2 separate regions of the Xenopus tropicalis genome follow, and region 1 is linked to region 2. A link is a contact called in public Hi-C data. All regions are on one chromosome and are shown on one strand. The core of a region is the stretch at or near the end of the contact, and the rest is flanking DNA. Distances in the headings are between cores, read along the strand shown. Region 1 holds the start of znf238.2 (zinc finger and BTB domain-containing protein 42). Region 2 holds the start of siva1 (SIVA1, apoptosis-inducing factor).

What was found. Hi-C and Micro-C count contacts between places; a contact is called where the count stands out from the background.
Region 1: a contact with region 2 is called in a Hi-C map of liver, with 5 times the contacts expected there. The contact joins the promoter of znf238.2 here to the promoter of siva1 in region 2. A contact is called at or near these places in 4 of 5 Hi-C or Micro-C datasets (brain, gastrula embryo, liver and 1 more).

What each region holds. Positions count from the first base shown.
Region 1 is chr8:99,772,798-99,778,659 of UCB_Xtro_10.0, forward strand. It overlaps znf238.2 (zinc finger and BTB domain-containing protein 42), which reads left to right and starts at 2,994. Exons shown (of 2, transcript XM_002940716.5): 1 at 2,994-3,466; 2 at 5,731-5,862. The coding sequence starts at 3,394.
Region 2 is chr8:99,642,116-99,647,769 of UCB_Xtro_10.0, forward strand. siva1 (SIVA1, apoptosis-inducing factor) reads left to right here and starts at 2,427. Exons shown (of 4, transcript NM_001045673.1): 1 at 2,427-2,558; 2 at 3,698-3,856. The coding sequence starts at 2,441.

The DNA of each region.
Region 1 (5,862 bases), core at 1,744-4,243, 130 kb after region 2:
TGATTCAGCCCTGAAGGTAGATTTTGCTCAGGTGCCTTCAATGGTGCCCGATCAAAATCTTTTAACCCACTCGATCGGCAAGTCGACCGATTTTCGCAGCCTTCTGCGATATTGGTCGCCTCGCCGGGTCGCCATACATGCACCAAATTATAATATATCATCGGTGTATGTATGGCCAGCTAAAGGATGGTTGCTTTTCTGGTTTTAGAGTCATGCTATTATTGGATAAAAGCAACCAGCATGGGAGACAGCTCGTTTAGGGAAGGCAATCTGCAATGAGTAGAGTTCTCAGACTCTGAGGAGCCATTATCAGTTAAATCCTAGAATTAACCTAGTACTAAAGCCTAGAAGAGGGGACAGTACAGTATATGGGCTTTATCAGAGGGCAGGTCTTCAAGTTAACAAGCTGTGGTTCTAATAAGTAGGGATTAACAATACAGCTAAGAACCTGTGTAGAACAGTGAAAGCTTAGAGAACCTCTCCAAGATTTGGGCAAATCCCTAGGGATGGCTTAAAGAGCAGCATTATTCATTCTAAGCAAACCATATTGTTTCATCTCTTCCTTAAGTCTCTGGGCTAGAACACCAGTGATGAAGACATTTCAATGTTATAAGTTAACCAATACAAAATATTTTACATAATGATGCCCAATTTCTGTGCAGTAATTATACCCTATTATACAGACAGAGGCCAGTCTTTCAAAGGCACAGAAGCCTAACCATAGGATGTGATCTGGGCTGTAAGCTGTGTACACAGTAGTCCAATCAGGGACACAAAGCTTATAGAAAACAGGCACAAAATATAAATATGTGTATTTTTCGTGCTATATTACATAATTCATGAGGCAGAGGTTGCTCATCTTAATAGAATAAAATACAGTATAAAAGGTTAAGAAAGCACAATAATCGTTATATATGCTGTGAAGTTTCACAGATTTAGCTGTAAATTGCTTTATACTTTTAAATACCATGCATCAATTGACAAATTAATGGACTAAAATAGTTTTTAACTTTTAAACAGGGATTTACATAGTACTGAAGATAGGTCATGTTATATGTGTTTGGGGAAAAAGGGACTGCTTTTATTTATAGCAACCGAAAATTTACCATAGATCCTAAACATGTCCAATGGCATAACTACAATACAGCCCGGGGAAGGGGATGGGGCCAGGACCATGGGGTCTGCTGTACAGTAGTTGATGGACCCCCTAAAAATTGTTTTTCTGGTAGTTAAGCCACCAAACATTTTTCTAGGTTGTAGTTGCTACTAATTAGCTCGGTGTGCCTTAGCCCAAAGTTTTTCTTTTGAACAGGTTTTTGGAACATGTTGGTGCTATGTGCATTATTCAAATTCAAATACAACCTCAAGAGAAAATATTAAAATATATATTTTAATATTTAAGGTAATGCAGTGTCTACAATAGGTAGCAGTTGACTCACAAAGCAGAGGGAAAAAAACACAGAATCTGGGAGCATGTGAATGTCTTTCCACACAATACAGCGGTTCTTGGAAAGAAAGAAATTACCTTGGCTTGTTGTGGAATCAGGAAAAAGTACAAAGGGAGCTTATCCTGGATTTCCCTGCTGTTTATTTAATTTACTTTTATCCACAGACAAGTTAGCCTTCTTTTATGACTGTCACATGATCTTGAACAAGCCACATGTGAGGGATTTACAGAGCCTGGTCCTTGGGTGGAAAAAGCTAGGCACAGCATTGCAGCCTCATTCACTCTCTTGGCAACTCATATAAACACGTTTTAATACAAATCGCCTCATAAAATGCCATATATCTAACTGCAAACAAGGTGAATTAAATGAATTCATTATATATCATTACTATGTATAGATGCAGCACAGCATCATCAGAACTAAATAATACATTTTAATTAACAAAAAAAAACAAAAAAACTAATATTTGAGAATTTTGTGATCTATTCCCAATGAGTGCTCTGCTGCAATGTATACCATTGTTAACTTGTACCAGGGCATCTTGTAAGTGTTTGTTGGAGTGCTCATCTGTGTGTGCTTATCTACCAATAAAAAATGTTTGGATTTTTTTCACAAAACCCTGAGTGCTGGTATAATCTTTGGTCCGTTTGTTGCAGAACCACAACTCGACACCCAGGTATTATCCCATTTGGTGTGTGCCCTTTAGATTAAAGACTGTAGCAGTTATTGAGTACAGAGAAGAACAGGCTGTCCTTAGGTGACAGTTGTGCTCTTAGACTGTGTAATTTTAATGACCGAGGCCACCAAGGGAGGTCACATAACAATATCCAAGTTGTGAGAAAGCCTGTGGCAGCTGCAGGGTCCCTTGGGAAGCACAGCTGTTAAGCAGGGTCACTTCATGAAAAAGGTGACTGACAGCTGGTTCCTAAGATTTTCTGAAGCAGCTGAGGTCTACCCTCTTTTACGAGCAGCCCTCAATGGGATTTCTCTCTAAAAAATGCTATAATCCCTCACATATAGCACACATATAACACTTGTACCGTGTTTGATCATGTCATTTTTTCAGAATATCAGAGGAAACAATGTCAATATTACACTGATTGGCTAGCACAAGGGCTAGGAGTAAATGGAACTGGTGAATCCGTTAAAATAATAGCAGACATGCATGTGAAGCAAGTAATAGGCAATCACTAGGCAAAAAGTGCAGCTTACCTAATTATTGTATTTTATGACTTTTTAGACAAATCTCTGCTAACCTTTTAAATTGTGTCTATATCTATTTCTACATTTACTATATGTGTTCTGAGGGGGCACTCGTCTTTACATGCATATTATGTATATATAACCATCTATATATATTTCTAAGGCCTAATATAAGTAGAGTATTTGGGCCAAGACAATCAGTTAGCCCCCAGGCTGCCCTCTAAAAATAGTGTGTGCAGCTGTACATCTGTTTGACTGCACAATGTCAATAGAAATCTGGCCAGGAGTCCCATTTTAGGAAGAGCAGTGGCCAGTGCTTGCTGAGCGGCGCATTCTAACAGGAGCAGCCTGTTTATGTGAGAAGGGCACAGCTGCAGCAGTCGCCTCTCCCATTGGTTCCCAGCAGCGGTGCTAACACTTCCCATTGCTGCCTGGAGAGGGGAGGAGGGGTGCAGGGGACTGTGGCCAGTGCCAGGCGCTGCGCACAGACACCAGCGAGACGCGCACACACGCATCTCTCTCTCACACACACTCACACAACCTGAGCCCTGGGAAAGGGGAGACACAGCCCTGGAGCAATTTGCAACTATTGTGTCCTGGACTATCGCGAGAGCGTCCTCTTACCAACCTGCTCCCAACAAACAGAGCGCTGCTAGGCTGCAACTAACACAGCCACACACTGGGGGAGGCAGCGCTGCAGTCGCGGTGACACCGGCAGCAGCAACAACATCTGGGGAGATCCATGAAGCCGCAGGATTCCCACAAACTCTGGGCACTGAAGCAGCCAGCAGCTCCCGGGGCCCCCAGCGCAGCCTGTGAGTATGCCATTCTCTGTCCGCCCTGCCAGTAGGGTTAGTGGGCGTTTAGGTGGGTTCTGTGCTCGGGCTGGCACAAGTTTCTTCTGCCCACGACCACCCTCTATATTACTGAGAGTGGGGCGCCCTGAGTCGTGTATGGGATCCCTCACCCTGCTCTCCCTGCGAGTTTTTATCCGCACACAGGAGTTTGGGAGCCGGGTGAAGAGATCGCCGGCTTAAGTTAAGCTACACTGGGAATTCGTAGGTCAGAACTAGCAGTGAAGCAATAGAAATCGAAGAGAAAGTGCTGCCGGTTGCAGATATAATTATAATCATCGCAGCTGCACTTCCTTAAACTCCGCGCAACCTGCTCTGCCTGGAACCTGCAGGCCGGGAACTCGCAGCAAAGGTCACACCGGCGGCACTGGATCGCGACTCCCCCCGTCTTACTGGCTCCCGGGGACAAACGGGTCGTACCGATATAGCTTACCGGCAAGGAGATAGGATTTTTTCCATAGTAAAAGTCACAGGGTTAATATACTCACAGAGAAAAGAAACCGGAATGGCAACCCTGCCTGACCCTGCTAAAATCCTGGGGAATGTATTGATCTTTAAATTGTCTGCAAGACAGAAGCCAGTGGAGCTAAGTACATAGATTAGACTAGTGATGACCGACCCCCGTCCCCCAGCTGTTGAACTACAACTGCTGAAAACCTAGATATATTTTATACATGGCATGTGTTGTCATGGGACAAGTGCCTGTTGTAGTTGATCAAAAGAGCTGCAGTTTGGCCCATGCTTATAATTTTTAGATTTTTGCAGGGGCTTTAGGGAGTTCTAGTGCAACAACAGCTGGGGGACAGCAGGTTGGCCCTCCCTAAATCAGACAGACTGCTATGTATATATATTTATATAGCTGACACACACCTTTTGTCTGATGACTGTTGCAAACCAGAGGTTATCTGCAGCTGCTGTTATTTGCTAACACAACTAAATTGTAGAAAAAAAAAAGTTGCAGGTATCCAGTCCCTAAGATATGTGGAAAAGCTGAATATTGTTCCACACTGCCCTCCTGGAGGGCAACACATTTAGCGCCTCTCACCTAAGGGTGCTGCTGTGTGCACCTGTACCTGCTCTGGAGTTCCTAAACTTAGTTGGGGCACAGTGCCCTTTCCAACCCCGAGCAGCACTTGCACCTATGTAATAGATGACTATAAATGGGGCTGTTGGAACTTTAAAAGGCAGCAAGCGGCGTGGTTGGCTGGTAGCTAGATTTGGAGTAACATATGGCATTAAAAGGAGCACAGCTGGAGGTAGCATTTCCATCGCAGTGAAGTCAGAGCAGCTGACTCTCCAGCTTGCAGTGTAATTAGCAAACTGAGCACTCCTCCCTGCCTCCTCCTCCTCCTCTCTCCCATACACTCTCACACTGACACACTCTGCTGCTACTGCCACCACCACCGCTGCTGCTGCTGCTCTCTCACTGTCTGCTGGAGACCTTGTAATACCACAAGCTCTCAGGCAATGATTTAGAAGAAAGCTGCCTCACTTGAAAGGTCTCTGGGGCATATCCCATGAACTGTTCCATCCCTTTGTTGCAGGGGGGGAAGGTAAGATTGTGATGAAACAAACAGGATCACTCTGCTGCTTGTAAGAACTTTTTCACCTTCATTTTTTAAAGGTTTATTTTAGTAAACAAAAAACAAACAAACTTTAAATGGAGGTTTTAAACTTTAATATACAGGTGTGTAAGAATCGGGTGCTCTGCGCTTTGGTTTTATTATAAACTTTTTTTTTTATCATTAATCGGGGGGGGGGGATTATGTTTTTATTTTGTGCTTTGCAAAATAGTATCCTTTGCTGGAGCAGTGTTTATCTTCTTACTTTAATGACTATTTCCTTTATAGATACAATGTATTACATTAATACATAAGAGGCAATCTAAAGTTTAAACAGCAGCCAAGCCTTGTGTTTAACAGCCCGTGTTTCCATAACTACTTACTGGCTTGAGCTCAGTTACACTGACCGAAAGGGACAAAGCTTAGAAACTGCTTCTTGGAAGCTTTTGTTTATTTAAAATCAAGTTATTCCAGTTTCGGGCAGGTGCAGTTTGGATGGGGAGATGGGGAGGCTTGTTACAAAATACAACTGCTATAGAGAAGTAAACTGTAAACGTTACACATGAGCCCAGGTTGCCCTTGGTTGCCGCTCTTTTCTGTTTATTGCAGCTGCCTGAGAGCTTTGCTTTGCTGTAGCTTTCATGTTTTTCCTGTTTTGAACAGGTTATGAAGGAAGAATGGAGTTTCCAGACCATAGCCGCCAGTTGCTGCAGTGTCTGAGTCAGCAGCGTCACCAGGGTTTCCTGTGTGACTGTACTGTTTTAGTTGGAGAAGCACAATTCCGAGCCCACAGAG
Region 2 (5,654 bases), core at 1,177-3,676:
CTTTAAATCCCTACAGGTTCGGTTCCCTTAGTTGCTGGGCAGAAGGGAATGTATCTAAGTGAGTTCATTAACATGTGTGTGCTATTGGTTAGTAGGTATAGTGACCACATCCTGCCTGACTCTGGTATAGTGATGGGAGAGGAGTGGCACCTTCCTGTTGTTTGCTTCCACCTTAGGGACAAGGTGGATGTGTGCTGAGAGCCCAGGGCATGGGCCCAGGCCCAGTGAAGTCGGGGAACAGGGCCCCGTGAATGAGGCATTAGATAGTGGCAGGTGTAGCTCCCTTTATAGTACACTCTATTGGTGTAAGGCAGTTAGGGCTGAGATAGAATGAGCAGCATGAGCTCCTGCATAGGATTTGCAGTTTTTCTGGAGATAGCTCTCCCAGGCCACATTGCCTGTAGTGTAGGGATCCAAGTGAATAGGGAATCAGGATAGAGAATTCCCTGAGGGATCCACTACAGGGTGTGTCGCAGAGGTGAAGAGAGATTCCTGCCAGTCTGCCCGCAGGAGAGTGTTAGTCTGAATATACACTCGGTATGTGTTGCATGTACCAATGGCCTCTGAAGCTGTATTGTAAGTAAACCCTGTGGATGTTCAATAAACACTTATCATTTTGTTATTTGCAAGAACCTCTGGCGCCCTCTGGTTTCATTTTTCTGCATAGCAGCAAGAGAGGTGTAGTTGCACAACACCCTCACCTTCCTCTTCCACTTAGCGAAGGCCCATTCTGGGTAAGAGAGTACAGTGTAACCCATGTTCTACTGGTACTAGTCCGGGAAAACAGCTATTGAGCTGAAATAGGTGTTACACTTCAATGCATGATTTTGGAAGCCTCCCATAGGAATCAATGGCACTCTGCAGCTCCAACCTGGCCCAAGGAAAGTCTCCCATAGGGCTCAATGGCACTCTGCAGCTCCAACCTGGCCCAAGGAAAGTCTCCCATAGGGCTCAATGGCACTCGGCAGCTCCAACCTGGCCCAAGGAAAGTCTCCCATAGGGCTCAATGGCACTCTGCAGCTCCAACCCGGCCCAAGGAAAGTCTCCCATAGGGCTCAATGGCACTCTGCAGCTCCAACCCGGCCCAAGGAAAGTCTCCCATAGGGCTCAATGGCACTCTGCAGCTCCAACCCGGCCCAAGGAAAGTCTCCCATAGGACTCAATGGCACTCTGCAGCTCCAACCCGGCCCAAGGAAAGTCTCCCATAGGACTCAATGGCACTCTGCAGCTCCAACCTGGCCCAAGGAAAGTCTCCTATAGGGCTCAATGGCACTCTGCAGCTCCAACCCGGCCCAAGGAAAGTCTCCCATAGGGGCTCAATGGCACTCTGCAGCTCCAACCCGGCCCAAGGAAAGTCTCCCATAGGACTCAATGGCACTCTGCAGCTCCAACCCGGCCCAAGGAAAGTCTCCCATAGGACTCAATGGCACTCTGCAGCTCCAACCTGGCCCAAGGAAAGTCTCCCATAGAGCTCAATGGCACTCTGCAGCTCCAACCTGGCCCAAGGAAAGTCTCCCATAGGACTCAATGGCACTCTGCAGCTCCAACCCGGCCCAAGGAAAGTCTCCCATAGGGCTCAATGGCACTCTGCAGCTCCAACCCGGCCCAAGGATAGTCTCCCATAGGGCTCAATGGCACTCTGCAGCTCCAACCTGGCCCAAGGAAAGCCTCCCATAGGGCTCAATGGCACCTTGCAGCTCCAACCTGGCCCAAGGAAAGCCTCCCATAGGGCTCAATGGCACCCTGCAGCTCCAACCCGGCCCAAGGAAAGTCACAATATTGAAGCTTGAATGAATTCCCAAAATGGTAGTAGTCTTTGCGCAAAATACAACTACGTGCTATTTTAACAATATTATTGTGGTCATTACGAAAAGTTCAAGAAATTAGAAAAAATATGGTTTCTTCTGAAAAAAAATTGTGATTTCATGAATGGGCCCCCAAGTAACACAAGCACATAAAACGTTCCAGGAGTGCCACATAAGGGCTGTGATTGGATAGCTGGGAGCCCTATGGGGACTGGCAGCCAACAGGAAGCTCCCTTCGGCACTACACGTGTTTTTATGCAACAAAAACTTGTCTCTAAGCCAAGAATTCAAAATAAGAACGTTCCTTGGGGCCACCGGGAGCAACATCCCAGGGAATGGCGAGTTACTCCCGAGTCACTAGTTGGGAATCACTGCCATAAAGGCCCAGATATACTGATAAACACTGCACTTGTACACAGCCCGCCCTCCGCCTCCCAGGGACAAGCCTTACACTCCAACCAATCAGAGCACTTGCTTAGCTTCGTATGTGCGACGTGATTGGCTAGTCAGCACGCTGATTTCCTAAACCTCCTTGAAATAGAAGCGGCTCAGCCCCCTTCCCCGCCTGCGCAGTAAGTCGTTTCGCTTTGGCGCGCTTCCTGGGGCAGCCCCGCAAGTCTCCTTCCATCGCCAACATGCCCAAGCGCTCCTACCCCTTTGACAGCGTCTCTCCCTTACAGCTAAAGACTCATGTCGGCGAGAAGGAGTTATGTCAGGGTGTAGCCGGTGACACGCTCATGCGGGACATTTTCGGTGAGTGGCAAAAGTCACCGAATTAACGTGAAGTGTCTACTTCCAGCAGCCTTACTATGGCCGGGCTGTGTCCTCCCACTGTGCGCAGCTCCGCCTCAGGAGTGGGGATTGTCCTGTCACTCCCGCTTGTCTCCTTCCTCCCTCCCTGCTCCTTGTCCTACTGCTGCTTCCTGTCCTGCTTGGGAACCTGCTGTAATTCCCCGGATCCCATCGTGTGGGGCGCTTCCGCTTGTATTAAAAGAAGCGGAAACCCCAGACTTTAGGGTTACATGCACACGTTCAAACTTTATATATAGAAAATAATGTTTTTGCTGTTACACTTCCCTTCTACAGCTATGGGTTGCCCGTACCTGCTGCGCCTTGGCCTTACCCCCTTGCAGTAGGGAATAATCCAGTTTATATTTTTGTTTGTAATATAAACATTACCTAAATCAACTTTTTTTTTTTTTTTTTTACCAGCCAGGTGGCAGCCTTTCCTTTCAGAAATACAGGCAGGAATAGGAAGCTTGTATCATTTTCTGGCCAGTGGCATGGGCGGCTGAATGTCCTGTTTCATGTTGGCAATAACATAACTCTTTACATGAATAAGATGGCACCCTGTTTCAATATCCCTCCCCACCCCCCACAAATTCCTTTCATCTTCTGATAATACATGTAATGCTTCAGTGTGGTGTTACAGGCTGTGGGCATCCAGTATTACAACACCTTCTGTGTATTGGGGATAATGTGGTTTATAACTGATTTGGCTTATCGTCTGCACAACATGGAATTACTTATACGTTATATCCTGAGTGGGCAAAACAAAGCCCTTAATATACAAATCGGAGGATGTTCTGAACATGAAATAGTTGGCAGGCACCAATCATATGAAAGTGACTTCCATTGTAGGTCCCCCAAATTTTCTAACCTGGGTGATCGGCCAAATGACTGATCACCACGGTACAAAAGTTATCGGGACAATAATTCGGAGCAGATGCACAGTCCAAAACTCCTACAGACTATTTTTTATACAGTTTTATCGGTACGTCTTTAGAGATGCTACATGTGGACATGATGGATACAAGTTTTATTTTGTGGATTCATTGGTATTCTTGTGTAATTCAGCATCTTAATCATTTTTTTTTTGTTTATCTTCTCAGAGAAGACAAAGCAATTGTTGTTCAAAGGCGCAAAAGCTGTTTTGGGAAATCAAGAACACCAAAGTGAAAATGGACAAATTTCCCTCCCTGAACTTCCATCTGGACAGACTGTTATTGGACAAGATGGCAAACTGTGTAGGAACACTCAGTCACACAAATGTAAGACCTGCAATGGGTTTTGTACTGCACGCTTGTAGAATGCTTCCCCTGTCACATAGCTTAGGTCTTTAACTCGTGTATGAAACTTGGGTAAGAGGAGGGGGGTGCCAAAAGTTAGGCACCCACCAGTGATTGTACTTATCTGATAGCGTTGCTCAAAACTGCCTGGCCCGGCGTGGTTCTCGGCAAGCACCAAGTTTGGCTTTTCACACAACACACCTGAGACAAAGATGGAGCAGGAAATGGATTACTCCATGGTGCCTACTGAGAAGAGACCTGGGCTGGGGCAGTTCTTTACTAACAAGCTGGGGCCCAGGGTATCGGGTACTTAAATACCTTCACTGGGGGGTGTTTAACACCCCCCACCCGGTGATTTTAACCTTTTTATTTTTTTTTATAAAGCGGCAACATATTCTGCAGCGCTACAGTAAGTGGGTTTCATACACTGGACATACAGAGTAACATATAAAGCAACCAATAACAGATACATGAGGTGAAGAGAGTCCTGCCCAAAAGAGCTTACAATCTACAAGGAGAAAGGGTTGAGAAAAGGTGCCGGAATGGGGAAGATCAGAGTTAAGCAAGGTGAGGTGTCGCACAGGTTATTGCTTTTAGCAGCATGCTAAGGTTATGTTAAACTAAATTAGGGTAAGCTTCTCTAAATAAATGTTTTTAGAGATCTTTTGAAGGCAGAGAGATTGAGAGAAAGTCTGACAGTTTGTTGGAGCGAATTCCAGAGAAGGGGGGCAGCCCTTGCAAAGTCTTGAATGCGAGTGTGTGAGGAGGTAATGAGAGAGGTGTAGAGGAGCATAACGAGCGGCTTGGTATCTAAACTTTCCTTCTCCTTTAAGAAATTGGCGTTGCGGAAACTTAGGCCAGGGTGACCATATAGATTTTTAGATTTTAAGCTTTTTTGAGCAGAGCTCTCTTTACCTGTTGAATGCCTGCTTTGTATGTAAATCTGGATGTTCAGTGTATATACCCATTTATTGGACAGTGCTGCAGGACATGTCAGTGCTTTATAAATATGTAATAACTGTATGAACCCAAAAAGCACTGCCTTTTCACAAGGCCATTAAAGTGATACTGACACCAGAAATTAAACCTTTTTTATAACATTGTCATAACATTGCCTTTGCATGCTATTTATAATTTTGCCATAAGTATTTGTCCAAGCTTTTACATTCCCTATCTGATCCCCCATGTTCCTCTATGAGGGGGCTGCCATATTTGTCCAGCAGGGGGCCGTTAGCATTAGAAGCTGTAACTGTCAGGCTGAGAAGGGACAGTCAGGTTGGCAAAACAGTCAGGTTTTGGGATTTCAAGTAACAATTCCTTACAAAAGCAAACCTAGCAGCAAAAAATAATCAACATGACCTATAGGCAACTTTTTATGTAGATTCATATTTTGAAAAGTTGTTTTTTCGTGTCAGTATCACTTTAATTTTTATATGCACAGAATTGCGTAGCTTTTTAAAATGTTAATTAACAATGCCCTACTGTTGCTTAAATGAAGAGGATGCATAGGCACCTTTTAACAACTTGGGATCAGTGAATTTGTACTCTGGATAAAACAGAACTGGATCACCCCTATTTATTCAGTAATACTTCCATTCCCCCCCCCCCCCCCAACTATTCATCTCATTTTTAGGGATGGGCACAAATTCCCAACGCAATAAATCGGCACGCACGTCACTTCCTCTTACGCGTGTGTAGATTTTTTTTTTGTGTGTGTGGGTTTTTTTAACCATAAATTGGCGTGTCAGACAGCGACACACAAGGGGCAGATTTACTAATC